2 separate regions of the Sus scrofa genome follow, and region 2 is linked to region 1. The links are chromatin contacts, called in public Hi-C maps. All regions are on one chromosome and are shown on one strand. The core of a region is the stretch at or near the end of the contact, and the rest is flanking DNA. Distances in the headings are between cores, read along the strand shown. Region 1 has its middle 94 kb from the start of PAH. Region 2 has its middle 11 kb from the start of IGF1.

The links. Hi-C and Micro-C count contacts between places; a contact is called where the count stands out from the background.
Region 2: a Hi-C map of retroperitoneal adipose tissue shows a contact between it and region 1, with 2.2 times the contacts expected there. A contact is called at or near these places in 3 of 47 Hi-C or Micro-C datasets (embryonic fibroblasts, fibroblasts and retroperitoneal adipose tissue) and 1 of 2 datasets of targeted methods (skeletal muscle).

The regions. Positions count from the first base shown.
Region 1 is chr5:81,477,546-81,481,738 of Sscrofa11.1, reverse strand. No RefSeq gene overlaps it. Among named protein-coding and RNA genes, the nearest start is that of PAH, 94 kb to the right of the region's middle.
Region 2 is chr5:81,767,813-81,772,154 of Sscrofa11.1, reverse strand. It overlaps a transcript of IGF1 not described here. Among named protein-coding and RNA genes, the nearest start is that of IGF1, 11 kb to the left of the region's middle.

The DNA.
Region 1 (4,193 bases), core at 1,344-3,843:
TCTTCAAATACAATTCTTCAGAGTAAATATTTATTGGGTCAGTCATTTGGGAAACACTGCTTGAAAGGCTTATGTTTGAAAGCCAGGAGCCCAGAAAGCCAGTTGTCTCCTTTAAGGTGCTTTTCTACATAAGGATATGCTGCCCCCAGGCGGACAGAAAGGTTTGGGCCAAAAACTTGGAATCTAAAGAGCCAGGCTTGCCACAGGTGCTGTTAAGAGGAAGTGAAACACACAAACAAATGGTTTTCCGGTTAGGACATATTTTAAAATAATTTGGGGAAGAGCTCTTTATTAAAATACTAATATAAAAATAGATATTACCAGGCAGAGGGATGACTAGGAAGTGAGGCTCTAAGTTGCCTCCTGTGAAAAGACATTGTCTTTTCATTGTTATATAACCCGATTGGAGCACGCCAGCCAGGTACAACATAGGTGATCAACAGACACTTGCAGAACAAATGACTGGCTGTATGCTTTTTCTCAAGGAGGGGAGAAAATCCAACTTAGTTGTGTCTCTTCAATCTGATCTTTAGGGAACTCAAGCAACTGCGGCAGATAGAAAATTCCAGATAAAATGGCTTAGAATCCTTTCCCTGAGATAATTCACTACTGACCAAGAAAGGAAAGTAAGCTAATAGCATTTGCACAAAGGTATCAACTAGAACTAAAATTCCAAGGTGCTAAACAGTTAAGCAGCAAATTTAATTTACCAGAATAGCCAACTCTATAGAAATTACAACCCAGAGAGGGTTCTCGTTGTGGCTCAGCAAGTTAAGCATCAGATATAACGTCCTTGAGGATGTGGGCTTGATCCCTGGCTCGCTCAGTGAGTTAAGGATCTGGTGTTACCGCAAGCCTTGTTATAAATGTGGCGTAAGCTGCAGGTGCAGCTCTGATTCGACCCCTAGCCCAGGAACTGCCTGTCCTTTTTCAGTTTCTTTACACCTTTTTCCCACCCTATCTAGTGTATCCAGTCCCAGGACGAAACTCTTCCCAATTTGAGTGTCTCCTCTGTTTCTTGCTAGAACCTGATGGATACCAGGGATCTACCATGGAATCCATCAGGCAATTACTTAGCCTCTCTGGTCTATAGTTTCCTCAGCTGGAAGCTTGGACCAGTGGCTTCACAGAGTTGTGGTGGGGCTTAAATGTGTTCAATGGGTTGGCACATAAAAACCTCAATAAAATTAGGCTATTATTATTATTTTGTTTTTACAGTGAAGTGTGTGTGTGTGATTTAAAATGTTACCTAAGAATTTTCACATACGCCCTTTTCAAAATTAGGAAAAATTCATGTGTGGCCAAGTGTCCCCACTTGGGGCAGGGCAAAGTGGGATCACAGTGGCTCTGGTGCCCTGCCCAGTTGTAGGTAAGTAGCAGATTCTCAGTGGTTATGCCTTGATTCATTTTAAAATCTTAGAGATGGGCTGTGAGCAGCTCTTCTGCCCACTGATGACCTCTACTGCTGAACTTCATGAGAGTGGGTCTTCAGAAGAGCACCCACAGCAGACACTGCCCCTTCTTCTCCGTGGAGCCACACGACCTGCTGGCCATCCTACAGGATAAAAAACATTCCCATGAGGAAAAGACTGCTCTTTCCCGGGAGCGTTATGGAGCCAGGAATACTGTCTGAGTGGCTCGCTTACTCTCTGTAGCCCAAAGCCATAATATCTGCTCTTAAATGCTGTATTCCAGATCTGTGTAGCTCTAGAAGGAAGATGCTAGCTGGAATGCATCCCTGGAACATGGTTCCATTCATTCAGCAAGGATTTTTCCCTCTCGGAGAAGTTACAGCCGTCCTACTGCTGAGGAGTGTCATTCAAGATAGGCAGCATGGCCCAGTGGAAAAAGCATGAGCTACAAAGCCAGAGAGCCCTGAGTTCAGTCCTAATTCAGTAAGTCACCAGTAGGTGATCTTGAGAAAGTTATTCACCCTCCCTGGACCAGAGGAGCCTCATCAACACAGTGGGGGATACTGTCTATTTTTGTAGGATTCTTGTTAGGATTAAGTGAGAAAAGATGTAAAGCACCTCAGTGGTGCCTGGCACACTCGGTAAATAGTGACTACTAGTGGCTGGAACAATAGTCATTTTCCACTTGTTAAGTGCTAATGTCCTTGCCTTTCATGCAGTGACCCCAAAGCAACTCAGAGATCCTCACGCTCCGTTGGAAGGGACCAAAGGATCCAGCTACTTGAGCACCCCCCACACCTCCCCAAACCCTTGCTGGAGAGAACTCTGTAAAGCCAACTGGGCAGAATGTACAGAAGCTTCTGAGCCATCCAGCTGGCTTAGATCTAGACACATAGTATTAGTTTGCATTTACTGAGAGCCACTCTGTGCCAGGCACTGCACTAAGACCTTCATAAGCAATGAAGTCCATTCTAAATTAATCCTCAAAATGATCTGTGTTGTAATTGCCCCCCCCATTTTACAGGTTATGAAACTAAGGTTCAAAGGGTTAAGCGACTTTCTCAAAGGCATATAAGCCCATAGGTGGACTCAGAATTTGACCCAGGCAGCCTGATCTCAGAGCCCCCACTCTTCTATTGTATGGCCTCAATATCTGGCGGGAAGACACAGCAAGGCAGAGCCACATTCCGGGATAGCTATTTGGATTGAACTGATGCGTTCATCAGCGAAGCAAGGCTTAGGGTTAGGGTTCTGGTTGACTTGGGCATGCTGCCTCTACCAGAGATATAAGTATCCTATAGACCAGAGGTTCTCAACCCTGGAAGAATATTATGCTCATTTAGGGAGGTTTTCAAAAAGTACCAATTCCTGGACCTCACTGAAAGATTCTTATTTAACTGCTCTAGGGCAGAGTCTGGGTGTAGAAAAAATTTAAAGCTCCCCAAGTAGTTCGAACGGGCAGCCAGTGTTGAGTGTGGCCTCTCCTTGTTCTTGATGGGCACTTGATGTTGCCTCTTGGTCACAGAGCTTCTTGGAGTCCCTCAGGGATTGGATTTGTTCCTCTTGACATTTTAGTTCAGAATTAATTAGCTGACCCTCATACATTAGGCAATAATACATTGTGTAAATTCTGACTTAGGATACCGCTTTGCATAGAAATCTGAGACTTCCCAAGGAGAACATTTTTCTCTATTACTAAGTGTAGTCAAGTTTCCTCTGGAAAATGGCAACATCCAAATCCTTTCCTACGAATCATGTATTACAAAAAAAAAAAATTGCTTTGAAACATTGCAAGGCAGCCAACATCATTCAGTAAATTACACCATGTAACTGGCTGAGACCTCATGAGACTTGCCCTCTTTGGCTTTATCAAGGGAACAGCCACTTCTCTCTGCAATCCCTTATGGGAATGGATTTCTTCACTTTTCTCTGAAAGGTCAGCTCGCCCCCCCTTTCCTGTATCCCTCATCAAGTGGTGGCAGCTCAACCTTTTGTTATCTTCCTGTGCAGCTCCCTTGGGGATGCGTTTTACTTGCAAATAAGAGATGCCTGCAATTTTAGATAATCTATATTTGAAAAAGAAAAAGAACAGTTTTATTTTGAACAAGGATATTTAGCATGAATTCCATTAGATATCTATGCTGTATTTCCTTTGCTCTTTCTCCCAGGACCCCGTCTTGTTTGGGTTCTCTTCAGTCCCCTGCACAGTCTGAGCGTGTTCAACGTTCCCTTGTGCACACTATTCCGTTTGCTCCTCCAAGTGCATCTTTATTCTCCTCCTTCTGACCTGGAGCCTGGATGCCTGGCCTGGGGATGGGTGTGCATTGATGGCATTAATGGTTCCTGGCCCTGTGGCTTTTGGCCAGTGGTAGAAGAGTGAAGTTGGGCTCTGTATTCTGTGGGCTTTCTCCGTGGCTGAGTAGTTGCAGGTAGACTGTGTTTTTATGAATGGACAAAGATCGTCCTCGATAGCCCTCTCCATCCGATGCTCTGTGCATCTGTTATAATGAAAGCTCCCTGTTTCTCAAGCTGGGGAGCACTAGTGGCTCCCTGTCATTGCTAGCCCCTGGGCACTGCACCAACCCTGGCTGAGTTCCTTCAGCTTTGCCCACAACTTCATGGTCACTTTATTAAACTTCCCTCCTTGGATCCGTTCTAATAATGTCATCTACTTTCTGCTGAGACCATAAGGCATCATGCAATTCCCTTCTTCAATTTCAGGGGCCGGATCTTGCTTGGTCTGATGTAGTCCCAGGATCCCATCTGCTGGTCATCAGTTCA
Region 2 (4,342 bases), core at 1,150-3,649, 290 kb before region 1:
ACCTAGAAGGATAATAAACTCTTTGAGAATGAAATGAACAATTTCTTCATTTTTATAAATAAGAAAAGAGGGGTGGAGGAGCAGTGGATAGAAAAGTGACTTGTTTTAATGTAACAAATGTAGGAGCTTGAAAATGGAGCTGAAATCCAAGCCCCCTGTTTGTTCTGCTCTCTTTATACAACATCAGTGTTCAAATGTGGGCTCAAACACTGATGGTCGAAGACACGGCATTCAAGAAACCTAGGAATTCCCTGGTGGCTGCAATGGGTTAAGGATCCAGTGTTGTCACTGCTGTTGGGATTCGAACTTGTCTGGGAACTTCGACATGCTGCAGGCATGACCAAAATATACATATAAAGAACATTAACTGAGACAAAATTATAATTTTCAGAAGGAAAAAGAAAGGGGAAAAAAAGATTTGAAAGGAAAAAAAAAGAATCACGTAAGTGTGGAATGGTTCCATTTTTAATTCTTCTTCTAGCCTAAATTTACTGAGAAAACAGTCTCAGTTTAGTACGAATCAGTCTTCAGTTCCTCTCTAACACTTGCTAATCTCCCTTTTGGATGACAACAACAACAAAACAAACAAAAAAACAAAAACAAAAACAAAATGAACCTTAAGCCCAAAGTCATTCCATGAAATGGTTTTATCTAGAACTTAATAACACTTTTTTTGTTTTTATAGTTATTTGTTTTTTTTGAAGAATACTTTCTGCTTAGAGCAAGTGATACTGTTTTTGAAGTAGATATTTTAAAGCTTAGTTTTAAAATATATATTTCTATGTCTTAAAAATCAACTTAAGAAAAAATATTTTTAAATTAAATTCTATTACAGATGTAAGACAGTTATGACAAAAAAAACAATGTAATTGGCATTTGAAGATTTTACATTTGGGCATCATCGCAGTGTTTAGGGGAAAAGCCCAACCTAGCCACAAGGACAAAAGCAGGTAGCAAAGACCCTGTATATAGAAAATGCCACCATATGAATGTATTAATAATGTTTGCTGATCGTTTAGATACCCTTTAAGCTCACAGTCTTTTTCATTCCAGTCTTTCATAGAGCTTGGGAGATGTTGAAAAGGCTAGGTAGATTGAATAGCAGTTGAGTTAAATCTTGAGGCCTGAGTTCACATTCAAGATGGAAAAAAAACCCCAAAACAACAGTATATGCTATTCCAGGCAGAGGAAACAGCATAGGCAAAGTTGTATGGGAATGAGAAGGTACCCAGTATTGGGGTGACAATCATGCTTTCAGACTCCTGTACTGTGGAGGCTCTTTAGTCCCCTCTCCTCCCCATCAGTAGCTTTTACAGAGCTGAAAGACTGGAAAACAATCTTAATTCCCTCATGATTCTCTTGTAAACGAAGATTTGTATGGAACTAAGTATGTGATTAATTCTGGGAATGACACAGTGCCTCAAGGTAAATATGCAACAGCAGACCTGGGTTACATCATAACCTAAGTCAGTCTGAGCAGTGCTGGGTAAGAAGTGAGGTGGAGATTGATCACCCAATGGCTTTCCAGAGATTCCATTTTGAAAGATTTAATTGTAGTGTTTATACCTTGGTAAGTAGATTTCAATGGAAGAACAAAGTGATTACACTTGATAAAGTCTTTCTGCAATAAGGGTTGAGACAAAAAGGTCTTGTTTCTGATGAGCCTGACCTTCCTGGAAAAACTGGTTCATCAGAGCATCCCACTCTTCATGTGGGTCAATTAAGGAGGTTTTATTGCACTCTTTGAGAGCAGGGCACAGAGCCTAGAGCCTGAAGGTGGCTGCTGAGAATCTTGTCTTCATGTGAGGCTTCGTGGCCTCATGCGAGGGTTCCCTGCATAAACAGAAGTTTGAGTAATCGATTGAGGAGGAGACACAGAATCTAGCGGGGCCTTTGCTAATGGTTCACTGGGGAAGCATAGATCTTTGGAGTCTGTAAGTCATTCTCAGCCTAGCATAGACCCTTGAGTGTGGAATGAAGGTGTGCCAAGGAAGCACACACTTTACTCCTTTTGATAATTCCTTGCTAAAGACCTCAGTTTCCCTCAGAGAGCAGAATAAATCTTTAAACCCAGTTGTATTAATGAGAGTTCCCCAAAGAAATGGAAAAAACAGGACCTGTCTGCCTATCTATCCATCATCTATCTCTTTGTTACCCCTCTCTCTTTCCCTCTCTCTGTCTCTCTCAATCAGCACATTTTAAGGAGTTGGCTTATGTGATTGTGGCCATTTAGCAAGTCCAAAATCTTCAAGGTTGGCCCACAGGCTGGAGACTCAGGAAAGAATTGTAGTTTGAGCCCAAAGATGGTCTGCTGGAAGAATTCCCTCTTCTTCCAGGGAGACCACTCTCTTTCTATAAAGTCACTTGACTGATTGGGTGAGGCCCACCCCTTTACAGAGGGTCATCTGCTCTACTCAAAGTCTACTGGTTTGAATGCTAATCTCATCTAAGAGATACTGCCACAGAAACATCTAGAGTACTCATATCTGGGTACTGTGGCCTAGCCAGGTTGACACACATTATTAACCATCCCAGCAGTGGTTTTCAAAAGGTGCACTTGCTGGTCCTCCCTCACGAAAACTGAACAGTGAGGATAGTCCTTTCTGAGTTGCATAAAAGAAAACTCACGTTAGTGGATTACATTTCCTAGTTCTAAGTTTTTCCTCCCATACTTTGCATTTGGGCTCCTGCACTTACTGTTCCTTGATAGTTTCCAAAAGGAAGTCACAGCACGCTTGCCTTGGCTGTATCATTCATATTTTACGAAGGTTCTGTTCCGTAGTGACAAGAAAATAAACAGTGTTTTGTTTTTTTCTTACCATTAAGGGGAACAAGTGTGCATGTGACCCACACACTCATACCACTCGAACACGTGCATAGAGTCGCACATGTAAACATTTGTGCTCAAGGTCTCTAGATAGGAAGTGTGTTCATTCCCTGATTTTAACAAATGCAGTTTTGATCAATCAAAAGAGGTTTTAGGCATAAGTTGGTGTTTGGGGGTAGGGTGATGTCCTGCCCTTTGTCAAAATGGAGAGAAAGAGAGAGGTTTCCCACATGCTCTGTCCCCAGAGGCTGACTCTACGCCTGGCCTACTGGGGGTCCCGTGACCCTTTGGGTATCAGGATGACAAGTGATTTTAACTTTTAAATACTTTTCCGAATTATCCATTATTATGTACATTCAGCAAGTAATACTTTTTAGAAAAAATTATTGGACTCTAGTTGACTTACAAAGTTGTGTTAATTTCAGGTGTATAGCAAAGTAAATCAGTTATATCCATTCCTTTTCAGATTCCTTCCCATATAGGTTACCACAAAATATTGAGTACATTTCTCTGTGCTGTACAGTAGGTCCTCGTTACCCACATATTTTATATATAATAGTGTGTGTATATCAATCAACCTCCAAATTTATCCTTCCCCTCCCCCCACTGCCACGTTCATTTCCCCTTTGGTAAACCTAAGTTTGGTTTTGAAATCTTTGATTCTTTTCTGTTTTGTAAGTTATACTGTATCATTTTTATTAGATTCCATATATTAGTGTTCTTATATGATATTTGTCTTCCTCTGTCTGACTTCATTCACTTAGTATGATAATCTCTATCACGTTGCTGCAAATAGCATTATTTCATGCTTTCTCACGGCCAAGTAATATTCCATTGTATGTATGTGCCACAACTTCTTTATCCATTCCTCCACTAATGGACATTCTGGTTGCTTCTATGTCTTGGCTATTGTAAATAGAGCTACAATGAACATTGGGGTGCATGGATCTTTTCAAATTATGATTTTCTCTGTATATAAGCCCAGGAGTAGGATGGCTAGATCATATGGTAGTTCTATAGTTAGTTTTTTAAGGAACCTCCATACTGTTGTTCTCCATAGTCATTGTACCAACTTACATTCCCACCAACAGTGTAGGAGGGTTCCCTTTCCTCTACACACTCTCTAGCATTTATTGTTTGTAGACTTTTTGATGTTGGCCATTCCAACTGGTGTGAGGTAATACCTCATATTACTTTTACTGTCAGCAGTTATTAAAAACATCACTGCATAGTGCTATCCATCCTTAGTGTTGACTGAAAATGTAGCCTAACTATATATGTATGTTTGAGTGGCTGTGTATTTAACAACTTAGTGTCCCCTTTTAATCTTTAACACTCAAGCCTCTCTGCTTACTCTCTTGGTCTTGGCTTGCTTATGTGACATCTGTATGCACTTGCTCATTCATCATTCTTCACCTTCTTTCTTCCTCCTTCCTTTATCATAGCTTTGAAAGTCAGCCTTTCCCTCTCAACTTGCCCAGAGTTATTATAGATTGTATTGATGAGTTCCTGGGT